Linked DNA regions of Sus scrofa: all the other regions are linked to region 2. A link is a contact called in public HiChIP or PLAC-seq data. All regions are on one chromosome and are shown on one strand. Each heading gives the region's core, a stretch centred on a gene start, on an enhancer-like site or on the middle of the called end of the contact. The rest is flanking DNA. Distances are from core to core; before and after follow the strand shown. Region 1 overlaps ZNF609 (zinc finger protein 609). Region 2 overlaps ZNF609 (zinc finger protein 609). Region 3 overlaps ZNF609 (zinc finger protein 609).

Region 1 (4,660 bases), core at 1,664-4,163, 67 kb before region 2:
GTAAATAATGTTGCCATGTGAATATATGTCTTTTCAAATGAGTATTTTTGTTTTCTTCAGATAAATACCCAGAAATGAAATTGCTAGATCATATGGTAGTTTTTAGTTTTTTGAGGAACCTCCAATCTGTACCAATTTATATTCCCACCAGTGGTGCACAAAAGTCCTCCCCCCCTTTTTTTTTTTTTTTTTTTTTGTCTTTTTGCCTTTTCTAGGGCCGCTTCCGAGGCATATGGAGATTCCCAGGCTAGGGGTCTAATCGGAGCTATAGCCACCGGCCTACGCCAGAGCATACAGCAGCGAGGGATCCGAGCCGCATCTGCAACCTACACCACAGCTCACGGCGATGCCGGATCGTTAACCCACTGAGCAAGGGCAGGGATCGAACCCGCAACCTCATGGTTCCTAGTCGGATTCGTTAACCACTGCGCCCTGACGGGAACTCCAAAAGTTCCCTTTTCTCCACACCCTTGCGCATTTGTTATTGCTTATCCTTTTTTTTTTTTAATGGCTGCACCCATGGCATATGGAAATTCCCCAGGCCTGGGATTGAATCCTGAGCCACAACTGCTACCTTCGATGCAGCTGTGGCAATGCTGGATCCTTTAACTCACTGCACCAGGCCTGTGATCAAACCCGAGCCTCTGCAGAGACCCAAGCCACTGGCAGTTGAATTCTTAACCCACTCTGCCAGAGTGGGAGCTCCAATTTCTTGTCTTTTTATTTTATTTTATTTATTTAAAAATTTTTTTTGCTTTTCAGGACTGTACCTGGGCATATGGAAGTTCCCAAGCTAGGGGTCAAATTGGAACTACAACTGCTGGCCTACCCCACAGCCATAGCCACACAGGATCCAAGCCTGTCTTCGACCTATACCACAGCTCACGGGAACCCTAGATCCTTAACCCACTAAGCAAGGCCAGGGATCAAACCCACAACCTCATGGTTCCTAATTGAATTCGTTTCCGCTGCACCACGACAGGAACTCTTGTCTTTTTAATAATAGCCATTTTAACATCTGCGATGTGATATCTTATTGTGGATTTGTTTTGCATTTCCCTGATGATTAATGATATTGAACATCTTTTCATGTACCTGTTGGCCATCTATATGTCTTCTCTTGGCCTCTGTTTTTGTTTAGTAATAGGTTCTCTTCTTTTCTTTCAGCACTTCAATTTTTTATTTATTTTCCTTGTTTTTTGTTTGCTTTTTTTTAAGGGCCGCACTTGTGGCGTATGGAGGTTCCCAGGGTAGGGGTCTAATTGGAGTTACAGCTGCCGGCCAACACCACAGCCACAGCAATGCCAGATCCAAGCCATGTCTGTGACCTACACCACAGCTCATGGCAACACCAGATCCCCAACCCACTGGGCGAGGCCAGGGATCAAACCTGAAACCTCATGGTTCCTAGTCAGATTGTTTCCGCTGCTCCACTGGGAACTCCTGTTTGTTTGTTTTTTGTGGGTTCTTTTTGGCTGTGGCATGCAGTGGCTTGATGTGGGATCTCAGTTCCTGGGCTAGGGATTGAACCTAGGCTGCAGCAGTGAAAGCTCTGAATCCTAACCACTAGACCACCAGAGAACTCCCGGTAATAGGTTCTCTTTATTGTAAAAAAGCCCACTCAGCTCAGAGTTGCTATTTCCTAGTTGATATGTTTCTTTAGAAGTACTTAACTGCACTGACTCAAACCTTAGTGAAAGGTACAGAGTACTGTAGGGAAGAGGTATATGTATTCATCATATACCAACCTAAGTAGCATGAGGTTAGAAAAATTAACATTCAGGATGAAGAATCTCTTGTGCTGAAGCTTCTCAACTGGAGGCATATGTCACAATCCCTTCTGGAACTTTTGCAAAGTAAAAGCATCCTACCAAAGTGAAATATTTTGGGCTGGGAACCCCAAACATATACTTATTTTTTAAAACTTCAACAAGTTCTTTTAATGTACCTCTTAGTTAAAAACCACTGTCGTTGGAGTTCCCGTCGTGGTGCAGTGATTAACGAATCCGACTAGGAACATGAGGTTGCGGGTTCGATCCCTGCCCTTGCTCAGTGGGTTAACGATCCGGTGTTGCCGTGAGCTGTGGTGTAGGTTGCAGACGTGGCTCAGATCCCGCGTTGCTGTGGCTCTGGCGTAGGCTGGCAGCTACAGCTCCGATTAGACCCCTAGCCTGGGAACCTCCATATGCTGCGGGAACAGCCCAGAAATGACAAAAAACAAAACAAAACAAAACAAAAACCCACTGCCGTTGTGGAAAGGACTTTGGTTTTACTATACATCCTTTGGAAATCCTTGTTACTCATTTAGCCAGGGAAGCTTTAAAAGCTGTCCTTGTTTTTTGCCGTTTCCAGATAGAGCAATGCACTGCACTTTAGAGATCGTAGGATCCTCAGGTGTCTTATAGCATGCTCAAGAGTCTCCTCCAACTCTCCTTTTTCATTGCTCAGTCATTGCATTGTGTTAGGGATCAGTCATTTAGGAATATAGCTATAATGAATCTGACTTCTCATTATCTGCTTAATTAGGAGAACTAATTAATAAAATTTTGATAGTTATAGCTGTTAAAGTAGAACATCCATATCAGTGTTACTGATTCATTTTAAAATTGTTGTCCCAGATTTTTTAAGGCAAATGTGAGCAGAATTCCTATAACATGATATATTTTGCCAAATATAGGCAACTGGTGATATTTTTTATACTTAAATTGGAAGAGAGGAATTGTGGCTCAGCGGTAATGAACCCAACTAATATCCATGAGGATTCGGGTTTGATCCCTGGCCTTGATCAAAGGGTTAAGGATCCGGTGTTGCTGCGAGCTGTGATGTAGGTCACAGACGTGGCTTGGGTCTGGTGTTGGGTGTGGCCTAGGCCAGCAGCTGCAGCTCCAATTCGACCTCTAGCCTGGAAACTTCCATGTGCCATGGGTGTGGCCCTTAAAAAAAAAGAAAAAAAAAATTGGAAGGGAACAGAAGACAGGCTTAGATAATCTAAATTTATCCCTAATCCAAAAGCAGCTTCTTTTCTCTTTGATTTGTGAGTGTATTTCTGTGCTTATGTTAGACAATTGGTGTTAATTTTACAGAAATCCATGACACCCCAAAACAAAATAATGCAGTTATCTGATAAAGATCTTACTTCTGAGCCTGCTTCTGGATACATTCAAATTAAACATGCTGTTTTAAGAAAAGAGCACATCACTTCACAGAAATAGTAGAGGTTCCCTAAGTTATTTACTTTTTTTTTCAAAACATGTACTATTTCTTTGAAATCAGGAAGAGAATTAAATGTTTTTGAGTATAAAGTATCTCTCTGCTGAGATTTTAAGTCTCTTAGCCAAGGAAGAGTAATTATAATTAGAATGCTAATTGTTATCAGAGATGAACGCATACTTGAATATACTGCAAACTTATAGTTAAAATCATTATGGAGTGGTGTGTTTGGAACAGAACTATAATTATATAACCTTAAATTTCTATATAATAAAGTTTACGACATGTTTTTTAGTCATGATACATGTATTAGGTATTTAGTACTGATATATGTAGTATGCTCTCAAAATTTATATTAATCTGTACTTTAGATGGATCTTTGTAATTTTTGGAATATGCATATACTACTGCACAGGAGGAGAAAAAATTGGCAAATGTGGGGAAGAAGTCATCATATAAAGTGACTACACATTTATATACACCCTGTTAGACTAGAACTTAATTCTATTAGTATACAGATTTCTAAACATCTGGTCGAGTGTCTGTTTTTGATAAAATATGCCATAAGGCATTTTTCACTTTGCTTATACATATGTGCTTAGATTGAGAATGTGATTGCTTATTATAATTTCAGAAACAGGTTGAGAAATTCTTTTATTTTTATTTGCCTCTAATGTCTCTCCTGTCGATTTCCGTCCCTTACAAGGATCAGGTTCTACAGTGAGGGTTTGAAGTACTTGGTCAAAAAGTACCCTTGAGGAGTTCCCGTTGTGGTGCAGTGGTTGACGAATCCGACTAGGAAACACGAGGTTTCGGGTTCGACCCCTGGCCTTGCTCAGTGGGTTAAGGATCTGGCGTTGCCGTGAGCTATGGTGTAGGTCGCAGACTCGGCTCGGATCCCAAGTTGCTGTGCCTGTGGCGTAGGCCAGCGGCTGCAGCTCTGATTGGACCCCTAGCCTGGGAACCTCCATATGCTGTGGGAGTGGCCCTAGAAAAGGCAAAAAGACAAAAAAAAAAAAGTACTCTTGAAAATTACTTGAGGTGATGCCATGCTGGAGATTGCTATACTGGCTTTGTAAATTCTACACAATGGTTTGTTTTAGCATTAAAACAAACAATTTTTTCTTCAGTTAAGTTCTAATGTAAAAGCTGACTTGTGCTTAAGTACAGTGTTGATGAAAAATATGTATTTGTAAATACTAGAATTATCGTAACTCTGACAAAATGCTCACACTGTGAGGAGACACATGGGAATGGAAGCCAGATAAGTGAACAGGCAGTTCAAGTCTGCCATCTTTGGTTGCCTCTAGAGTGTATATTCAATGGATGGAATAACTTTGAAGCCCAAACCATTCACATTGGTCTTTCTTTTTTCTTTTTTTCTTTTGCCAGTCACTGAAATTTGATTTTTTTTTAAAGGAGGTTTCTTGGTTTTGTTTTGTTTTTGGCT
Region 2 (4,489 bases), core at 1,329-3,828:
CTCAATTAACTTCTCTGGATTCAGCCTTGTTGCCTTCTAAAATTTGATCTAGTGTTAAAAGCCTAAGATTTCCCAAAATTGAAAGTTTGTTTTGGACAGTGTTTATCTCTTTCTTGGTTTCATTCCTGTTAGGATTACAGTATTAGAACAGATTGAGGAGACACCTGTATGAACAAGTTCAGTTCTCTTATTCTGCGGGTGGTTCTCTGGAGTAATGGAAAAGGTGCTGGGTTGGGAGGTGAGAGATTTAGATTCAGATCCCAGGTCCATAATGAACTGCCTATAAGTAACGAGGCAGGTTGACAAACTTTCTTTCTCTGAACCTCATTTTATTCATTTGTAAAATGAAATATTAATCTAGATAACCTCTAGAATTCTGTGAATCACTGAATCCTGGGATTTTGACTTCCAGTTCCACACTACCTTACTGCTTGCCCTCTAGAGACTTTTAAAGCATAGGATCCACAAGAACAGTCATGTCTTTTTCTTCTTTTTTTAAGTCTTTGCCATTGTTAGGAATGAGAAATCATTCTGCACAGTATGAGTGCTGAGGTTGATACATAAATTCCTTCTATAGACTGTTAATCCCAAAAGGGGAATAAGGAACTTTGAGGCATAGATCCTCAGTGAAGCAGAAAGTCAGACAGAATGCTTAGAGATTCCAGTGGAATAGTTCATAATGGTGCCACTAATGATGGTGATAATGAGAATGACAGCCAGCATTTCCTTGCTGTGTACTAAATACTGTGCCAGGCACTTTAAATACATTAATTGAATGGATTAAGTGAGCTAATAAATGTAGAACACATAGATTAATACCTAGTACATGGTAAGAGCTATATAAGTGATCATTGCTATTATCATTTTTATTGTTATGTTATTGTGTTGCTGCTGGTGGTGGTGGTTGTAATTAATCTTCGCAGCAGCTCTATAAGGTAGGTACCATTGTTATCCATTTTGCAGATGGGGGAGCTAAATACCAGAAGTTAAACCAGGAAATAGAATTCAAACTCTAGTCTATGTAGTTGAGTCTTCATTTGGCTAGGAATGCCTGGGATATTAGGAAGTTATTTTAAGTAGAGCAGCCAGGGAAGGCCTCTTTGAGGAGGTGCCATTTAGACTGAAATTGAAAGATTAAAAGCTAGCCATTCAAAAATTAGGCTGGGGTGCTCAGGAGGCTTTCTAGGCAGAGAGAAAGGCAAGGGTAAAGTCCTGAAGGGGAGGAGAAATGTGTTGGTGAGGTTCTAAACATAGAAATGTCACCTTCTCAGTGAATACTCTGAAATTACATGACTGCACAAACTTTCTATCCCCTCTTGTGTTTTATTTTTCTCCCTAATATGTCTCATGTACTATGTAATTTGTTTTGATTTTGTCTCTTTCCTCCACAGTGGGTTATGAGGTCCATGCAGGCAGAGGTTTTTGTCTGATTTGTTTGTTGCTATACCGAGGGCTTCTCTTAGGCCATGGGGCTTCTCTCAGCAAATTAGAAAAAAAAAAGTCTCCTAAGAGGCTGCAACCCCACACCAGGACAGGCAGCTTAGGATGAACTTCAGCCTCATCCTGCCTCCTCACCCTGGAGCCCTTGTATACTATATAATTGAACAACCATTATATGGCAATCCTCTATGCATCTGTAGTGCCTACATCAATGTCAGCTTGTAGAAGGTGCTGAATAAATATTGGTAGAATGACAAAATAGAGTGAAGGGAGTGAGTCATTTATGAGATGAGCAAGTAGGCAGAAACCAGATCTGCTAGGGAGTTGTAAGGTGTTTGATTTTTTTCTCTTTCTTTCTTAATAGCAGTCAGCTGGGAACTACTTTTCATTGAATCATAATCTTCTGTATTTTTAGTAAGCAGTACAAGTAATTCTGTAGTAGAGAAGGCGTAGGCCAAGTTAGTTAAAGTCCAACTTTCGATACTTTTGGAACTTGGCCTTAGGAATCTGTCTCCTGCCTACTTGACTTGTCTATTTGGCATTGCATTTTGCCAGCATATATTGGTTTATCATGTTCTATCAACATCTATGTGAAGGACTTTGGGATAGGCTATATATAATGATCATTTTCCTTGCAATCTCGAATCCAGACACAATGGGCTAGAATTTGTCAATCAGGGTTATTGCAGAAAACCCAGGACGTCTTGTCCTTATGATTGAATAGTGCAGGGAAATGAGGGCATCTGAACATTATTCTATTTAGGAACTTCCTGTATGAATTAGTCAAGACCATCTAATTTTTCTCACCCTCACTGCCTCCCCCATCCTACCAACCTTCACTGATGTAATTTAGGGTTTCCTATTCACTGAGCAGATGATAGCAGGAATCTTAGTATTAAATGACTGAGCTTTTGTTTCTCTTTCATCCTGATTTTTTTTTTTTTTTCTTTTGGCACCCAAGGCCACATTTGAGAATTCACTTTCTGAGAGGTTTTTGTTGGCAGTTTTTATCTTACTGCCTTTCTCTTCTGTGATAGGATAAAGATACAGCTTGAAAAACAAGGCAACTGTAGGGGTTTATTGATGGAGTTTCTGCCTCACCATGCCCAAGGCCTCGTATGTGCATGCTTCTGATGAATCACTGCTGTTAGTATTTAGTATTTGCTGATCCTCATATCCCAGTATTGTGCAAAGCATAGAATCTGCCCAAGGGACTTAATAGCTGAATAACCCACTTGATCTGTTGGCTTTCTCCCTCCTCATCTTTTTTGGTGGCTACAGGGAGGAATATGGGAGACCTGAAACTGTAAGCAAAGGAAATGTAGACTATGTAGCTTTATTGCTGCCTGGGAAGTGGCCTGGGAGTTCAGATGCAAGGATTTGATGCTCTGTGCGGCTGCCATAAATAACCTGCTCTTATTGGGGTGAGGATGAAGTATTTCCACATGGTTGCTCAAATCTCTTTTCTTTTTGCCCTGATGCTTCCTCCCTCTTTCTCTCTCTCATTAATTGCTTAACAGTTGCTGATGCAATTAAAATGAGATATGTCTGCAGCCTTTGTGGTTTGCTGTCAGAGCCCTGTCTCTAAGGTCTTCATCTTGCTTCTAGGGATGGGTGAACATCTGATTTTGAAGCAAGAGGGAGAGACCTGTGGCTGCAGTTAAAAGCATTTTTCTAAAAGCAGCAGCTTGCAGAGCTAGATTTCTCCTGACACTCTAATCATTTTACCAAGCCAAGCTTTAGTCCCTTGTGCTGTTCATTAATGGAGCTTATATTTGGCAGTACAATATATAGAAATGAATTCTGCTGAATTGCTTTTGTTGGAGATATAGAAACTGCTTTTCATTTTTAATAGGCAAGAGCAAGATGGAAACTGCAGTCTCAAAGTACAGAGGAGTCAAAACCTAATCCCCAGGTTTCTGTGAAAAACAAGAACCTAGAAATGCCAAAAGGGCTGGATTGCAACATTTAATCTGTTTTGAGTCACTGATGGAATATACTCCACCTGCTATTACGTGTGTCTCCCTACTGGCCAGCATTTTCAGCCTGCTTCTGACTTCTGTTCCTTTTTGCTTGTCTTGGAAATTGCCAGAAGATCCTCAGAGGATCTAACCATTGTGTTTCTACTCAGCTTCTGCTAAAGGAGGGCTCTTTAGTAGTGCTGCTTGGTAATCATGTGGCAGGTGGGTTGCTGTGAGACATGAAGTCTCCATCTACTTACCTGCATCCCAGACCACTGTATGCATTTGCCACATTCACAGAGGGATCACACTGCCTACCACAGTGATACTCAAACTTTAGCATGCATGAGAGTCACCTGGAGAGCATGTTAAAACACAAACTTCTACACTGAATCCAACAGAGATATACTGAATGAGTAAATATGGGGTGAGGCAATTTGGCATTTTTAAGACGTCTCCAGGAAATGCTGATGCTCCCAATCTGGAGACCACACTTGGAGGACTGGCCTAGGCATAATGCTTTACACATAGCTAAGACTCAATTTTTTTTTTCCCCTTTGGTCTTTTTCTAGGGCCGTACCCCAGGCATAGGGAGGTTCCCAGGCTAGGGGTCTAATCAGAGCTGTAGCCGCCTGCCTACGCCAGAGCCACAGCAATGCAGGATCCGAGCCATGTCTGCGACCTACACCACAGCTCATGGCAACGCTGGATCCTTAACCCACTGAGCAAGGCCAGGGATCGAACCAGCAGTCTCATGGTTCCTAGTCAGATTTGTTAACCACTGATCCATGACGGGAACTCCCAGTATTTGTTGATTTGATTTGAATTTTCTAAGTTAGTTCTGCCTTAGAATGTAATAGATTCCAAATATTTTTATCTGATTTTTACCTTCAAGTGTTAGTCTATGGAAATTACTGTCTAAATTTTTGACTTTCAGCCACCCTCCCACACAGATCTCTTGTCAGATCATCAATAGTTGTTGATAGCTGTATATATGTTAGGGTGCTTGATTCTGTTATACAAAGATGTAGTTATTTTGAAACTTAAATGTACTTATGTTTAAACAGCAGGATTTATAATCTGATAAT
Region 3 (4,896 bases), core at 2,279-4,778, 130 kb after region 2:
CCAACCACCCCAGCTACCGAGGCATGCCTGCTGTGATGATGCAGAACTACCCAGGTATGGCACCTGTTTTCAGCTGCTGTTCCATTAATTAGGAAGGGAAATGGAACAGATTTAGAATCCATAGTTTTCTTACTCAGCTCTAAGGTTTGAGGCTCAGGTAGATGACAGCCCTTCTTTGAATGTGACGCTCTGTGACGTGGTCCCACTAACCTGGAGTCCCTTGAATGAGCCCCTCATTACAGTCTAAGGGAAAACTTCTCCCTCCCTTGCACCAGCTACAGGGTTGACTGTACAGTCAATTTTCATGGATAAATAAAGGCAAAATGTCCTTTCTACCAGTGCCATCTTCCCTCAGCTGGGATTTCTTAAATACATATTTTGCAATGTGCTAATAAGCACTGTAGGGAATACAAAAGAAATAGGGAAGACTAGTCCAATCCCCTTAAGGACCTTACAACTTAATTGCAGCAAGAGAGACACCTGGAACAAATAAAATTCAAATGAGGACAGTGCATATATTAATTTACAAGATCGTGTTTAGCTATAAGGTCAGGAGGCAGTTGGTGAGGGGAAGAGCAGTTTGAAGACAAATTGGGGGCAAGTCCAGCTAGAAGAGGTTCAGTTGGGGAAAGATAAACTCTTTATACGGGCATCCATGAATTCCTGGGGAGAGGGACACCAAGTAGGAATTTAAGTGTTTTGTAACTTGTTAGAAGAAAATTCTTATTCACCTCTACTCACTGATCTCTCTTGCCTAAAGAGCCATGTGGGATGCAAGAGCCCTTCTTTCACAGGAGAGCAGCTGAAACAGTCTTAATATTGACATTATAAGGCAACTTCTAAATAGGACATGTAAGCTTTACACACGGAGATAAGAAATTGTCTCATCCTGTAGTATTACTTTCTCTTGTTACCCCATTCCTATATAAAGACAGTAATTAATTCCATTTGATGAGTACCAGCTATGGGCCAGGCATGGACTAGGGGATTTATGTACATTATTTAACTCTATCACCCTGTAAAGTAAGTATTGGAATCTTCTTTTTGTTTGTTTTCTCTTTTTAGGGCCACACCCGTGGCATATGCAAGTTCCCAGGCTAGGGGTCGAATCGGAGCTGCACCTGGCGACCTATACCACAGCCATAGCAATGCCAGATCTGAGCCGCATCTGTGACTGACACAACATCACTGAGCAAGGTCAGGGATTGAAGCCCCATCCTCATGAATACTAGTCCAGTTCATGAGCTGAGCCACAATGGGAACTCCAGTATCTTCATGTTGATGGGCAAGAAACTGAGGCTCAGAGTTCCCATTGTGGTACACTGGAAATGAACCCTACTAGGAACCATGAGGTTGCAGGTTCAATCCCTGGCCTCACTCAGTGGGTTAAGGATCCAGCGTTGCTGTGAGCTTCGGTGTAGGTCACAGACTCGGCTTGGATCCCAAGTTGCTGTGGCTGTGGCATAGGCCGGCGGCAACAGCTCCGATTCAGCCCCTAGCCTGGGAACCTCCATATGCTGTGGGTGTGGCCCTTTAAAAAAAAAAAAAAAGAGAGAGAAAGAAACTGAAGCTCAAAAAATTGCTAATTTGTTCAGGGATACCCAACTGGCAATTCTCAGATGTAGGATTTGAGCCCCAAAACATCTGCCTCCAAATCCAGCGATCTTTCAAATTCTATGTCTGTATCACTTCTCCAAGATGAATCTGAGATTAGGGCTCTGAGGAAGTTGATTCCCCAGAAACTGAGGGCCACATTTCTAATACCCCTTAGCTGTTTACCTCTAAAGCTCAGTGGAGGAAGGACACACTAAGAGTCTCAGCCTGCAGACACATGGTACAATATAGCTCAGCCTGTGCCTACGAAAGCTGATGCCCCCAACCAGGTTCACTGAAGCAGAGTTTCTTCTGCCTTGTCCATCTCTTTGACTGCTTTATTTCTCCTCCCTAGGTTCCTACCTGCCTTCCAGCTATTCTTTCTCCCCATATGGCAGCAAGGTCTCAGGGGGTGAAGATGCTGACAAAGCACGCTCCAGCCCCAGTGTCAGTTGTAAATCCAGCTCAGAGTCCAAAGCCCTGGACATCTTGCAGCAGCATGCCAGTCATTACAAGAGCAAGTCGCCTACGGTAAGGGAGGTGCAGTGACACTGGCTGTTGTCAAAGACCAATAAGGCCAGATCCAGGGTCTGGGAGAAGGTGGGCAGATTTAGGTCCTGACCACAGTGCGGTTTGGTTGACTTGACATTAGCTCCCCCAGGCACCTCCTTGATTCTTAGGTGTCCTACATTTTTAGAGTCGTGATGTGGGCTCTGGGCATCTTGCTTTCATGCGTGTGTCTCACAGCAGTGCTATTGTGTCTGCTTTCCTTTCCAGATAAGTGATAAAAATTCTCAGGAGAGAGATCGGGGAGGCTGTGGGGTGGTTGGGGGTGGTGGCAGCTGTAGCAGCGTCGGGGGAGCAGGCGGGGGTGAAAGGAGTGTTGACCGGCCCCGCACCTCGCCTTCTCAGCGCCTAATGTCCACACACCACCACCACCACCACCTGGGGTACTCATTGCTCCCAGCACAGTACAACTTACCCTATGCAGCAGGTAAGCCTCATTTCCCCAGCTTCCTTTTTTTTTTTTTTTTTCCTTCTTTTGGCCACACCTATTGCATGTGGAAGTTCCCAGGCCAGAGACTGAACCCACACCACAGCAGCAAGCTAAGCCACTGCATTGACAATGCCAGATACTTATTAACTTGCTGAGCCCCAAGAGAACTCCTCACCTCCTATCTTTTCTCCTGCATCCCAGTAGTATTGCTCACAGCAGGGGGCCCCTGGTAAGAATCTTCCCCCCTGTTTTTCCTTTGAGCTTCTAATCTGTCCAGAATCCTAGCCTCCTGCAGACAATCAATAAAATAATCATGACATTTATTTCCTCCTTTGGAGCTTGGGGATTCTCAATGCCTCCAGAAAATTGGCTTTGATATTCAGAATAAGGAGCAAGTGTTCTCACAGCCAAAACGTAACAAGCAACTGAAAAATAGAGCCTCGTTATCTATTCCCAGCCACTATATCTGACGAAGTATCAGATTTTCTTCTGTCAGCACCCCAGAACTCAGTGGGGCTAGGAATTTAAGGAGAAACTACCCCCCACACACACCCAGTACCCACCCAGCTGGCAAGAAGGGAGGACGCTTAAGGGGAGGGTTCTGGGAGCACTCCACTAACACATCCTCCTTCTCACTCAGGGCTTTCCTCTACAGCCATTGTTGCCAGCCAGCAAGGCTCAACCCCTTCACTCTACCCACCCCCCCGGAGGTGAGAATGGTAAGTAACTTTTTAATTTGGGGCAACATGTAGAGAGCAGAGTTAAGTTGCTACCTGGATCACAGAACCCCTCAGTGAGGGATAGCTCTGTGAGCTCAGTGGTCTGAAAATGGTGGAACCCTGGCCAAGCTTCTTGTGCAGGTCTCCCCTGAGGCGCAGTGCCCCTGAGAGGAGCTGTGGAAGGCTTCTGTCTCCTCCGGAGACCAGGACTGGCCCTGCCCCACAGTTCATTTTCTTGGAGCTCCACCTTGTGGTTGTTTTACTACAGGCTGAGTGCCTAGTTATCTGTCCATGTTTCCCTTGCAGAACACCAAGTGCCCGGATAGTCAGCTTCACGGGCCCGGACTGGCTCACCCAAGGAGGTGCTGGAGGTGCCATATAGACATCAGTTAAATGGTGTTGATCATCTGTTTGCCGTTCCCACCATGACTGAAGGCAGACCCTTGGCTATCTCGCCTCCACGAGACCCCTGGACTCCCTGACCCTCCCTCAGGAGCTGGAGAGCTGGTACTTAGCAAAAATATTTATTCTCTTGGCCACGGTCATGACTGCTGTGGCCTCTGTGGAGATGAAGGCACTGGGAGCAACTAGGGGAACATGGCCTCAGCCCAGAGAAGTCACTACTCTGTTCCCCCAGTCCCTGGTCAGCTGCCAGAGCAGTAACCCCGCATCCGCCCCCCGCCCCTGCCCAGGGAGGGATCCCAAGCACTGGGTAAGGTCTGAAGACAGCACAGCAGCCATACCCCTCACCATCATTACCACCATCGCCAGACCCTGCATCTCCCCAGCAGTTTGGGCCCTGGGAACTGGTAGCACGTGGAGGAATTAGAATCTCAGGAAAGAAACTGGGGGATGTTTTCTCTGCAGTTGTGAAAAAGAGGTCTTCAAACATGAAAACTTCTCCCCACTCATGTGAGCACATGTAAACGCTCAGAGCCCAGCCTGAAAAGGGAGACTAAGGCATCTGGCCCACCGTGGCCTCGGGCTGTTAGGCAGAGGGCTGGGGCCCCAACACCAGCACAGGGCTCCCCAGGGGTATCAGGCGAGAGCTGGAGCTGGAGCACGAAGGGAGTCTGTGAACTAGAAGCTGCATCCCCACAAAGTCCTGCTGCTGCTTAGCCCCATTCCTTGCCCTCTTCTTCTTTCTCTCCTGATCCCTTGGTGCCTTTCCTACGGGATCTCCACGCTGATGTCTCCTCTTCTTTTCCGCTGCTTGGCTCTTTAAGACTCAGGCAGGTAAAATAGTCCCCCCCACACACGGGGGGTGGGGGGCTTTGGATCTGCCTCCCGGTCACCTGAGAGCAAGCCAGGAGGCAGGCCCTGGGAGCACCCAGCCCTCCTTAGAGATGTCCTGCCCAAGCAGTCATCTGCGTGTCCTCCCCACATAGCGCCACAAAGCTGTACTGCCCAGTTTCCTGTACACAACTACATGACTTCATATAGCTCAGTCTATACCCCTGTGTGTGCCAAGAGAAGCTGTGTTTCTTTGTTACACACATTTTTGTTTTAGGGGCCACTGACCGTGGGAGGTGATGTGTTCCTTAGATTCTGGGGTAACACATGCAAGCCATTACTCCTCGGAGCCCC

The links. HiChIP or PLAC-seq counts read pairs in DNA pulled down with a chosen protein or histone mark.
Region 1: a contact with region 2 is called in an H3K27ac HiChIP or PLAC-seq map of alveolar macrophages. The contact joins two enhancer-like sites. A contact is called at or near these places in 1 of 47 Hi-C or Micro-C datasets (embryonic fibroblasts) and 2 of 2 datasets of contacts at active chromatin or transcription factors (alveolar macrophages and skeletal muscle).
Region 3: an H3K27ac HiChIP or PLAC-seq map of alveolar macrophages shows a contact between it and region 2. The contact joins two enhancer-like sites. A contact is called at or near these places in 2 of 47 Hi-C or Micro-C datasets (embryonic fibroblasts and liver) and 1 of 2 datasets of contacts at active chromatin or transcription factors (alveolar macrophages).

Annotation. Positions count from the first base shown.
Region 1 is chr1:107,537,419-107,542,078 of Sscrofa11.1, reverse strand. The region is part of intron 2 of ZNF609 (zinc finger protein 609); the gene reads left to right. Among named protein-coding and RNA genes, the nearest start is that of ZNF609, 44 kb to the left of the region's middle. Within about 2 kb of position 2,913, at least 3 of the 83 cell types and tissues checked have an H3K27ac peak or open chromatin away from gene starts, as enhancers often do. A contact at or near this core is called in alveolar macrophages, where this site is marked.
Region 2 is chr1:107,470,605-107,475,093 of Sscrofa11.1, reverse strand. The region is part of intron 2 of ZNF609 (zinc finger protein 609); the gene reads left to right. Among named protein-coding and RNA genes, the nearest start is that of ZNF609, 110 kb to the left of the region's middle. Within about 2 kb of position 2,578, at least 17 of the 83 cell types and tissues checked have an H3K27ac peak or open chromatin away from gene starts, as enhancers often do. A contact at or near this core is called in alveolar macrophages, where this site is marked.
Region 3 is chr1:107,343,628-107,348,523 of Sscrofa11.1, reverse strand. ZNF609 (zinc finger protein 609) reads left to right here. Exons shown (of 9, transcript XR_002344510.1): 6 at 1-54; 7 at 1,949-2,124; 8 at 2,371-3,309; 9 at 3,616-4,896. Among named protein-coding and RNA genes, the nearest start is that of OAZ2, 21 kb to the right of the region's middle. Within about 2 kb of position 3,528, at least 8 of the 83 cell types and tissues checked have an H3K27ac peak or open chromatin away from gene starts, as enhancers often do. A contact at or near this core is called in alveolar macrophages, where this site is marked.